Linked DNA regions of Mus musculus: region 2 is linked to region 1. The links are chromatin contacts, called in public Hi-C maps. All regions are on one chromosome and are shown on one strand. Each heading gives the region's core, a stretch centred on a gene start, on an enhancer-like site or on the middle of the called end of the contact. The rest is flanking DNA. Distances are from core to core; before and after follow the strand shown.

Region 1 (5,701 bases), core at 2,557-5,056:
AAAATCAAAATGACTCTGAGATTCTACCTTACACTCATCACAATGGCCAAAAATTCAAAGGACAGCACATGCTGGCAAGGTTGTGGGGCAAGGGGAACACTCCTCCAGTGCTGGTGTGAGTGAAAACATGTACAACCACTATAGAAATCAATTTGGCAGTTTCTCAGAAAATTAGGAATAGTTCTACCTAAAGACCCAACTATACCACTCCTGGATATATACTCAAAAGATGCTCACCATCCCACAAGGGCATGTGCTCCACTATGTTCATAGCAGCCTTATTTGTAATAGCCAGAAGCTGGAAACAACCCAGATGCCCTCAACTGAAGAATGGATCAAAAAAATGTGGTTCATTTACACAATGGAATACTGGCCTTCATTTTTTCAATGCCGTTTAATTCCACCCTAGGCTCTCCAAGGCCAGCAGGGTGAGCTCACACTGTTCATACCACTCTATGCTGATGAGCAGTGGTTGTTTGTTTGTTTTTGTTTTGTTCTGTTTTTTTACATCATGTCAGGATGACAGAGCTGCTTGCAGTCCTGATTTGTGTTTTAAAAGTTGTCTAGTCATCTATTCTCCATCACTAGGGGAGGCAATGTTTCTAAATTCCGTGGAAACAAATGTGTCTAAAGGCTGTGGGGAAGGTTTAAAACAACTAGGACTTAAAAGACCTGTCCTTAAGGGAGGCATGGGGTGGTTTCCTCCAAAGCCACACTGCCAGGTGCCCCTGGGCAAAGGCTGAGCACTTGTCCTACATCTACTTCCTATATGGCTCCCATCTGGTTCTTTAATGTCTTGAGTTCTTTAATGCCTGAAATGAGACTCTTGGTGGCCTTTGAGAGGCAGGCTAAAGTGGCCACATGAAAACATGCGTCTATAGCTGAGAACACTGGCTCTCACTAGGTGACCTCAGGAGAAAACTCCATGTGCTATGCCCTCCTTAAAAAAAAAAAATAGAGATTTCAGAACAGGACCAAGAACAACTGGGAGCAGGGATGAAAAGACAGCATCTCCTGTTGTCATCAAGAAAGTGATGAGGGACTTATGAACATGGCACACACATACATATACCACCATACATATCACATGGACATAGCACATACATGTCACATGTACTCATATCAACTCACACATCATCACATGTGCACAACTCATGCATATTAATTCACATATATCACATACACCCATAACATATATATACACCATTTATCATCTCATGTCACATATGTGTGACATACATATTACATGTTCACAAGCTACATATGGCAAACACACAAATATCCCATGTAGACATCACATGTACACATATAAACATATCACATACATATGTATTAAATACACATTACATATTACACACACATATCATATCACATACACCAAATGTGCACACCATAAGAGACAATGGAGGACTTCTGCCCAAGTCAAATGCCCCTTCAGCCAGGCTGAAAGGTCCACATCTACAGTCATCAATGACATGAATTCCATCAGTGTCACATGATTAAGGTAAGGCCACACCCCTATAATCATTGACTGAAGCCTAAAACCCCACTGATCCAAGTGAAACAGCAGAAAAACCCATGTAGCCCTCTACCCTGTAAACACCTGGGCAGTGCGTCTCACACTCAAAAAAACATAGGGAGTCTGAGAACCTGCCACAGGCAAGAGGAGCCTAAGAAGGACGGAGAGATAACCACTGGAGGGGTCTACACCAGATCCTTGCTCAAAAAAGGAAAAGGCCAGGTTCAAACCAAACCAAGATACTGAACAAACTGCCCCGTGACACTGGCAATAATGCACCAGTATTGTGTTGTCCTAACTACAACGAGGTACAACACGGATGGCATTCATGAGGGGAAAGTTTGTGGAGACAAAGAGAAAGACAGTACTAGCTAGCTCTGTGCTGGTCACACAAATTCACCCTAAATCTAAGACTGTTCTCAAAAAGTAAAATATAAAATAAAATCTGTTGAAAAGACGAAGGGAGAAGAGCAACAGAAGGAGAGGAGAAGAAGATGGAAGGGCCTCAGAGAGTCTACCTGGGGAGGGCGGATCAATGCACTCATGAGGGACGTTCGGGTGAGGGAAAATACAGGGTTGTGATACACCAGCAAGGTTGTATGGACAGTGGAGTAACTGTGTGAGAAGGGAGAGGGATCCACGTTAGCCATCTGATTCCACAGACTCAACATTGGCACACAGGGCGGGCTGTTTAGGTTTCACTACACACAAGCCAGGAAAGGGGGGGAAATGTCTTTGCTGCTCATGGTCTTTCAGAAAACGTACATCCTGTCCTATGCTGCTCTTTTTGTAGAGTCATATATGCCCAGCACTCATCTTAGAAGGAGATGTCAGGGAGAGATGGGAAGGAAAGAGAAACCAAGAAAAATGGCAGAAGGCTGAGGACTGTCTGGTGAGAGCTCTTGGTGGGTAGGTAGGTAGGTTGGTTGGTTTGTTGGTAGGTTGGTTGAAAGGTTTTTACAACAGGAGTACCAAAGATATGGCTTTAACTGGCTCACCACACCATGGGACCTTCCCTGGAGTCTACCCATCATTCCTGTTCTCCTGAAGTGAAGGCCCAGGATGCCAACTGGATTAGGAGGGACATGATTTTATTCGGGTGCTTTCCGGGATTGAGATAAAGAAGCAACTGTGTGAACCCCTTATCAGCATCATCTTTCCCTGGATTCTTCGCCCATCCTCGGTCTTCAGGTCCAGCTTCTAACAGGTCAGCATCCACCAATGGCCAGACTGTGTGCAGCCTCTGAATTCCCTCTGCCTCCCAGTTCTAATGCCCCACTCACCATACCAACCCCACTGCTAGACACACAGCCAAGGAGCCTGACACCCATCTTTGATACCACTCCCAGGCTAGACTTGCCATTTGTAGAGCCCAAGCTCCTGGCCGGCAGGCAGGGCAGACACTATGGAGGCAGATCTTTACCTCTAGCAGGGTTTGGGCTCCTGTTTTGATCCCTTTACTCACACAGCTAGGTTTGGATTTGTTTTTGGAACTCTGATGTTCCACTATTTAAGAACTAGTATGAGGGCCAGAGCAGTGGCTCAGGGGTTAAGAGCACTCACTGCTCTTCCAGCAGACCTGGTTTTGGTTTCCAGCACCCATGTTCCCTGCAGAAAGGGAAGACATAGTGGGTGGGCTCACAACCATGTCCTGCTCCAGTTCTAGGGCATCTGATGCCTCCTTAGCACCAGGCACACACAAGTACTGCTCATATATACAGGCAAAACTCCACTCACATAAAATAAAATTAAAATAAAAAAGAATCAATAAAGTGGTCCATATTGATGTGCAAATATTTTCCGAAGGGTTAAGGTGCCAGAGAATGAACCCCTTGGCTCATCAGTTTTCTTTACGTTGAACTCTGGGCAGCAGTAATTTGTGCTTAGGGACTGGCTTGGGTAGTGCTGTAGTCTGGATGCTGAATGTCCCTGAAATGCTCAGGTGTTGGAGCTTGGCCACCAGCCTGGGGTACTATTGGGAGAGATGGTAAGTTGGGTCGATGAGAAGATACCCTCGATGGGAATATCAGGGCACCAGCTCTCTCTCTCTCTCTCCATCTTAGCTGTTAGAGGTGATCAGCCATATGTTCCCATTAAGATATTCTGTGCTGCCACAGGCCCAAAAGCCACACAGCCAACGAAGCACAGACTGAAACTGATGGCAAATAAATTGTTCTTCCTCATAAGTTGTTTATCTAAGGTATTTTTGCCACAGTAATGGAAAACAGAATGACACAGATAGGTTGGATGAGCTGTCTAGTGGGAGGAAGGTCAGAGTGACCCCGAAGAGAGGGAAGACCTAGGGGTCAGACACATGACAAGCCTCTGGGAAAAAGGAAGGAACTCCCCAGAGAAAGTGAAACACCGACTCACAAAAAGATACCATAATTCACTCTGCTGACATCAGAATTTCACTTTCTGAAGCCTCAAGAAAGCAGAAGGGAAAAAGGACTAACGACTGACCCCTCTTCTTTGTTTCCTCCCACCTGAGTTTTTCTGAGCCTTCAGCTTCTTTCTACCAGAGCTCTGTAGGCCCCAACCCTCTTCCTTACCACACAGACTCTGCGCAGAACTCTCTGGAGACAAGAAAAGAAATTTCCAACCCCTGGCTACGTGTACTTTCCTCAAGTGTGGGGATAAAAGTTAAATGACATTTTATGAAGAGGGTCCTTAAACCTCAAAACCATCTTCCTCCCTCCCTCCCTCCCTCCCTCCCTCCCTCCCTCCCTCCCTCCCTCCCTCCCTCTCCAGTCCCCCTTTCCAGTGCTGGAGACCAAGCTCAGTCAGAGATCGCCTTGTGCCTCATTTCAGAGGCTGCTTTGGGCAGGGACCCTTCACAATCCTGAAAGGAGCAATTCCCATTTACTTCAGGAGAGGACCTCCAGATTTAATGAGTTAAAATCACCTTCTAGAGGTGATATAACTAGAAGAGACAAGACCAGACCCTGATAGCATCCGGACAGACTCTGGGCTCCTACCTCCAGCAGCACACGGGAGTCATCATGAAAATGAGACACATGGCTGTCCCCAGAGCCTATGGCCAGGAGTTAATGGACCAAGCCTCGGGGCTGAACTTAGCCCAGACTTTATTGGGTTTTTTTTCTCCAATAATTTATTTTGTTTTTATTCACTTATATCTGATCACAATACCACTTCCTCCTTTCCTCTCAGTCCCCACCCTTACAAATCCCTCCCCCACTGCCCTCTACCCTTCTCCTCAGAGAAGGAGGAATCCCCCACTTGGGTACCATCTCACTCTGGGTCATCTATTCCCAACAGGACTAGGCACCGCCTCTCCCACTGAGGCCCAACCAGGCAGTCCAGGTAGAGGGAAAGGGATCTAATGGACGGAAACAAAGACTGAGACAGGCTCTGCTGTGGGAGTTGTTAGGTGTCCCACATAAAGACCAAGCTGCACATTTGCTACAAATGTGTTGTGGGCTTAGGTGCTCCCTGGTTGGCAGCCTAGTCTCTATATGTCCCCAGAGGCCCCTGTTAGTTGACTCTGTAGGTCTTCCTGTGGTGCCTTGACCCCTCTGGCTTGTTCAATTCTATTCCCCACTCTTCCACAAGACTTCCCAAACTCTGCCAGATTGTCTGGCTGTGGGTCTCTGCATCTGCCTCCCTCCATTGCTGGATGAAGCCTCTCAGGAGACATTTATTCTAGGTTCCTGTCTGCAAGCATAGCAGAATACCATTAATAGTGTCAGGGGTTGGCTCTCTCACATGGGATGGGTCTTAAGTTAGGGCAGTCATTGGTTGCCTGTTCCCATCTTTATCGCTATTTTGTAGGCAAGACAAATTTTGGGTTGAAGGTTTGTGGGTGGATTGATGTCCCCCTCTCTCCTCTGAATTCCTGCCTGGCTACAGGAGGTGGCCACTTCAGTCTGTATATCCCCCTCTGGTCGGAATCTCAGCTAGGATCGCCCCCACAAATTGCCTGTGTTCTCCCAGTCCCAGGCCTCCAGCTGGTCCCAGAGATGCGCCCCCCACCCCACTCAGTCCCTGGCCTCCTTGGCCCCTCCTTTCTCCTCCTCTGCCCTCTTCTCCCCACACCTGATTGCCATCCCTGTCCCTTCTTCGTCTTTCTCAGTTCATCTCTGATGACTGTTTAATCTCCCTTTCTGAGTGAGATTTTTGCATCCTCCCTTGGGACCTTCTTACTACCCAGTTTCTTTAGGC
Region 2 (5,686 bases), core at 1,347-3,846, 49 kb before region 1:
TTACAGTAGGAGGCGTGGGACAGACATATGTGGTGAAAATGCTTCCTGTAGCATTGCTTTTGTTTCCAGACTGTATGACCCCAGACCATTTCTAGTGCACGGTGTTCACTTTAGAACAAGAGAAAAAAATTACCTGGGGTACCTGAGGCTGCAGAAGGCCAGGAACAATTGGATTGGTTCCAGCTCCTTGCGGCCATAGCCAGTTGAATGAAACATCAGACAGCTACTAATATTAAATTCATGTAGATCTACATAGAGAAAACAGACAGCATTTCATGTTAAAATCGCTTTGCACTTGAGGGGCCAGAACCCTAGAAAGAAAATCCACATATGCTGTTAACGTTGCCAACCTGGATTTTGATTGTGGATTGATCATGTATTTTCACTAATAGCTTTCATTGTTTCTAGTAAGGATTAAATTCCCAGGAAATGTGCCCCGAGAAAGGAATGATTACATCTTTACAATTATGTAAACATTCCCTGGAGAGTGTCTCTGCTGGCACTAAACATTCCAGAAAAGAAACTCTTAATTTTAAAGTTCTGTCTGGTACACACACACACACACTTCTCTCTCTCTCTCTCTCACACACACACACACACACACACACACACTCACACACATATCCATACACTTACACATACATACACACACAGATACAAATACACACACTCGCACACATTTACTCATACACTCACATAGTCACATACACACACTCAAACACACACACATATACTCACATATTCTCACACACATACACATGCTCACTATGTTGAGGTTTAATCTGTTGTTATGTATCATAATGCTAAATCTGTACCTGAAGATCTAGTTGCCTGTGAGTGAATTCTCACAGTTACCAGCTTGTGTTGTGCAAACCTTGCTCCTTAATTTAAAGCTATTGGTTAATAAGGATACCTACAGTTTATAGCTGGGCAGAAGAGAGGTAGGAAGAGCTTCCATTCCTGGGCTTGGGGTCTGAGGAGAGACAGGAAGGAGAGGGAGGAGAGGTGAAGGAAGAGGAGACCATGGTGAGGTGGGTCGTGAGAGCATGGCCATGAGGACCAGCCACTTGGAGTAGGAGCAGCCCAGGCAGAACATGACAAGTGATATATCCGGGTTACTGACAGGGAAGTAGACAACATAGTTCAGAAGACTGATATCAGCCCAGTTCTTGTGCTTTAAGCTTATTATAAAGGGGTTGTGTCTTTTATTTGGGAACTAAATGATCTAAGGTGTGTAGAAACCCCCAGTTAATGTTTCCCACTACACACTAACACGGACACACACACACACACACACACACACACACACACACACGCTTCCCATTCCTACCTTTAACAGGAGGAACTGGGAACTGGCCTGCCCTGGGCTGAGTGCCCTCCCTTCGCTAGAGGTTCCTGCTGCAGATCAGTTGTTGAGCTGAGGCTATGCTATGGGCTGTGAAAAGAACTAGCCTCACTCAGGAACATGGTGTCTACTCTACAGCCCCATCGTCCTCAGCCCCACCCTGCCTGCTTAGCTTCCTGGGGTGCAGTTCCTTTAGTCACCCCCACACACTGAATACAGGCTTTTATCTTTCTTTGCAGGATTTGGGGAAGCTTTACACATCAGAATCAGAACCGGGAAAAGGCTGAGGGAGCATCCAGGACCACCATCTCCAACCATTTTTCTTTAAATCTTAAAAGCTTGTGATTTCTTTAAAAACTAAGTCAAATGTCTTCAAGCAAGGCATGAGTACTAACATCTTGGTCAAGGTTAAGGCAGAGTGGGATGGAAATGAAAGGCCCCTGAAATGTTCCAGAACTGACCCCATCTCTCACCCCCCCTCCCCGCTTCCCTTCCCCCTCCCCCACAGCCTCCTCCTCTTCCTTTTCATTTACTGGCTATCATGAATCTTTTGAAGCTCACAGACTCCGTTGCTATGCCAGATGCACAGTACCTTCCAGGGGTATCTCCATGTACTCATTTGTAGAATCAGGAAGGTAAGTCTGAAGGGGACTTGTTTCAAGTGATTTCATTCTTCTAAAATGTCGGTAGGCTCCAAGCTCCCCCAGAAAGGACTCGAACACCAATTATGAGGACCTCAACTTGCACCAGTATATCACACTACTCACGAGTGGAACTCCATCTCGAGTGACATCACACTGCTCACACATGGGACTCCATCCTGAGTGTCCTTGTTTTAAATTATTTTCACTTGATAGTTTTTATGGGGTTAAGACTGGTGGAAATGATGCTTGCCCTGACATGTATCTCCCTCTGCGCTACGCGTATGCACACACACTTCCTTCATCTCTCACCAGGATCTTGGGGCTCTGTCCACTCCTTTTCCTTAACCTGATCCAGACTCACCCACTTCCTTCCCCTGCCAACTGAGAAACCTCCACTTCTCTTTCTCTGTGTTATTTTGGGAGCTCTTTAACCTTTGTGTCTTAGTTTCCACTTTTGTGAAATGTGAGGCTCTTTTATACTGCACTCAATGCAGCTAGCCTTGGAACACAATAGTAAGTTACATATAAACTCTCTACCTGGGCCTGTTGGAGATGTGAGCAAATGCCCAGGTAGAGCACAACCAATAATAGGCTAAAGTGAACCAATGATTTTATTGGGGTTACTTATAAGAACACAGGTGACTCAGGCAGCTATGTCACTGAAAACCCATCCCAGCATGGATGACCTCATAAAAGCAATATCTCTGACACTCTCTGCACAACTTGCAGGCAATTCCATGAGAGAGTCTCCTCTCTCCAGTAACCGTGACGGCTTGTGCAACCTTTGGGATGGGCTTCATGGGGGCTGGGTCTCGAGTCTTGTAATGTTCTTAAGAACTCTCATAACTTTGTCGTGTGTTTAGCATCTCTAAGGAGTGTAGCCACTAGGAAGAAATAGCTACCCAAGATCCTGGTATAAAGGAAGTAATCTCACAGAGATGTTCTGAAGATGTTTGTGGGGGAATTGTATGCAGAAGGACAGTCCAGGGGTTAGTGGCTAACACTTTCATGCTGACCTCAGGCATGGGGGTGAGAGGGTGAGAAGCTGACTGCACAGCCTTGTCATAGTGAATGGGACCAGCAGATGCGAGGCCATGGATAGCCTTAACTGTTCCTCTCACAGAGAATAAGTCTGCAGTCACACAGATGCTACTGTGCCCTCAGGCCTGTGACCCAGCAGCAGCATGCTCCAGTTGTAGGCCTCACTGTTCTGGAGGGAGCTACATCTGTGGCTGGAATCCAGCCACCATCTGTGTCTCTGGCCCAGAATGTGATGGGGACTTCTGGAAGCACAGACATGCCTGTGCGCCTAGCATCACATCTGCAGGGAAACGCTCTGCCTCTGGTAGAACTGGGCCAGCTGAACTGTGGGCACATTCAAGACTCATGAATAGGTCCAGAACAGAGGCTGTGTTGGTCCAACTGCAGGCTCCTACAGCCTCCAGGCTCCACGGCCTCCAGGCCGTTATACCTCTGCTCGTCAATGATTTTGTTCACGCTGAAGTTTTAGGGGTTTTGGGTTGTTTGTTTTGTTTCGTTTGTTCTGTTGTTTTGCTCTTTTAACTTTCAACTGGGACTTAATTCAAACTTTCAGAAAATTTGTAAAACTAAGAATAATACAAAGAACCCTCATCCATTCAGATTCTTACGCTGTTGCTAGAGTTGTTAGTGTCACACATTTCTCCCACTGTCTTTGTCATTGGTATCTTTCTGCTTCACCTTTGATGCTCTTCTCCTCATGTATTCTCTCTCTCTCTCTCTCTCTCTCTCTCTCTCTCTCTCTCTCTCTCTCAGACACACACACACACACACACACACACACAATTCCTGAAATACCTGTGAACCAGGTACACACCATGACCCTTGAACTTGGAACTCTTGGTATCTAAGAATGAGGTATTCTCTTACAAAACCATGTTCCATGGATTAACTTTGGTAAACTCAACCTTGACAGAATTCTATAAAATCTACTGTCTAGTTCCAACACTGTCCATAAGGTCAAAGCTTTGTGAATTCTCTTTCATGTAATGTGTATGTGTGTGTGTGTGTGTGTGTGTGTGTGTGTGTGTGTGTGTGTGTACATATGTATGAAAGATAGATAGATACATACATACATACATGCATACATGCATACATGCATACATACATGAGAATCTCAACTACATTAAACTGGACCTACCTGGTAGCTCACACTTGTAATCTCAACACTTGGGAGGCTGAGGCAGGAATGCAGAGAATTTGAGACCAGCTTAGACTGCATAGCAAGACTCTGTCTCAGAAAAATAAAAAATAAAAATATAACTACTGTATTGTAAAGGCTCACATAGATTTAAAAATCCCCAGCTTTATGGCTAAATTAAGACATGTACATGTTTAGATGTTCCCTAGGTCATTTCATGATCCTCTTCTTGTTGTAAATATGACATGAGAGTCCAGTGTCTGCCCTGCAACTGGAAGCTAGAGTCCCCAAGTGTTTAAACAATGGATCATACCATGTAAAGGCAGCCTCAGGGATGGTTTGCTGGAGGGAATCTGCCCAGGTCCATAGCAGGTTAGTCTACACCTCTAACAGTTATCCATGTAACATCCCCTAGGCTAGACACCAAATACACAAGTATAGAAAGTAAGTCTCTGATACAGATTTCCTGATGTGTCAACTGAGAACCCAGACTTAGCAGGAAACCCAACGTGGATTATACCACACAGCTGAACCCACAGACTTCCACCCACCTTTACTCCCTGGGATTCTTGGCCAAGTGATTATGCCTGAGTCTGTTTCCTCATGTGCAGATACTCCTTGTCTTAAGATGGGGTTACATCACCCCAAAACCCCTAAGTTGAAAATATTCTAAGTTCAAAATGAATATGCAAGTTGAGTATCTTTTCTGTGAAATGGCTGGTGGAGAACTGCTTTAGATTTCTCTAGATTTGAAATTATTTGCATATGTATAATGAGATACCCTGGGGGATAGGACTGACAAGTCTTAAACATAAAATTCACTTGTGTTTCATACACACTTTATACACACAGCCTAAAGGTAATTTTATGCAACATTGTAGTTCACCTGCATTTTGACTGCAACCTGTCACATGAGGTCATGTTTGGGATTTTCCACTTGGAGTGTCATTTCAGCTCTCAAAACGTTACCAAGTTCAGAGCACTTCAGAGTCAGATTTCTGATTAGACATGCTTGACCTGTTACATACTAACCTACACAACCCAGGAAACTTAGGCACACAGAACATTCTGGGATGGTAGCTGCTTTCCTTTGTGACCTCCTAGCCACTGGAGGCTGAAGCTTCCTGCTACCCAGCATTGAAAAAAAAAAAATGAAGAAAGATCAAGACTAAACCTTGAAAGAGGGCTTGGATTCAGTACTTTTCACTTGTCACCTTCAAGCAATCATGGAAACATTGTAAATAAAGGGCCAGCTGCAATGCAGAAGCTGCCATGCCAGGTGCTTTGAGGACCAAGTGGAAACATTGAAACTGGATTGGACACATTCATGCTGCTATCCCGGAAGGAGACGGCAGTGCAGAGTGCCTGGCTAGAGGACCCCGGAGATGGAGCCGGTTAGTCTCTCAAGTGAAGTCTGAGATGTCTTCAGTGGAGGTATTGGAAGGGAGACGTGAAAGGTGAATTACATACAGACTGGGCAGAGCCCAGATGCTGAAGGAAAGAAAAAGGTAGGGTATT

What was found. A called contact is a pair of places that touch in the nucleus more often than the background predicts.
Region 2: a contact with region 1 is called in a Hi-C map of bone marrow-derived macrophages, with 2.4 times the contacts expected there. The contact joins the promoter of 1700010L04Rik here to the enhancer-like site in region 1. A contact is called at or near these places in 2 of 484 Hi-C or Micro-C datasets (bone marrow-derived macrophages and uterus) and 3 of 115 datasets of contacts at active chromatin or transcription factors (embryonic fibroblasts and embryonic stem cells).

Annotation. Positions count from the first base shown.
Region 1 is chr7:82,800,611-82,806,311 of GRCm38.p6, reverse strand. No RefSeq gene overlaps it. Among named protein-coding and RNA genes, the nearest start is that of Gm29796, 7.4 kb to the left of the region's middle. Within about 2 kb of position 3,806, at least 10 of the 459 cell types and tissues checked have an H3K27ac peak or open chromatin away from gene starts, as enhancers often do. A contact at or near this core is called in bone marrow-derived macrophages, where this site is marked.
Region 2 is chr7:82,848,509-82,854,194 of GRCm38.p6, reverse strand. It overlaps 1700010L04Rik (a long non-coding RNA gene), which reads right to left and starts at 2,596. Exons shown (of 5, transcript XR_378283.4): 1 at 1,938-2,596; 2 at 134-248. It overlaps Gm36584 (a long non-coding RNA gene), which reads left to right. Exons shown (of 5, transcript XR_003946820.1): 3 at 1,585-1,980.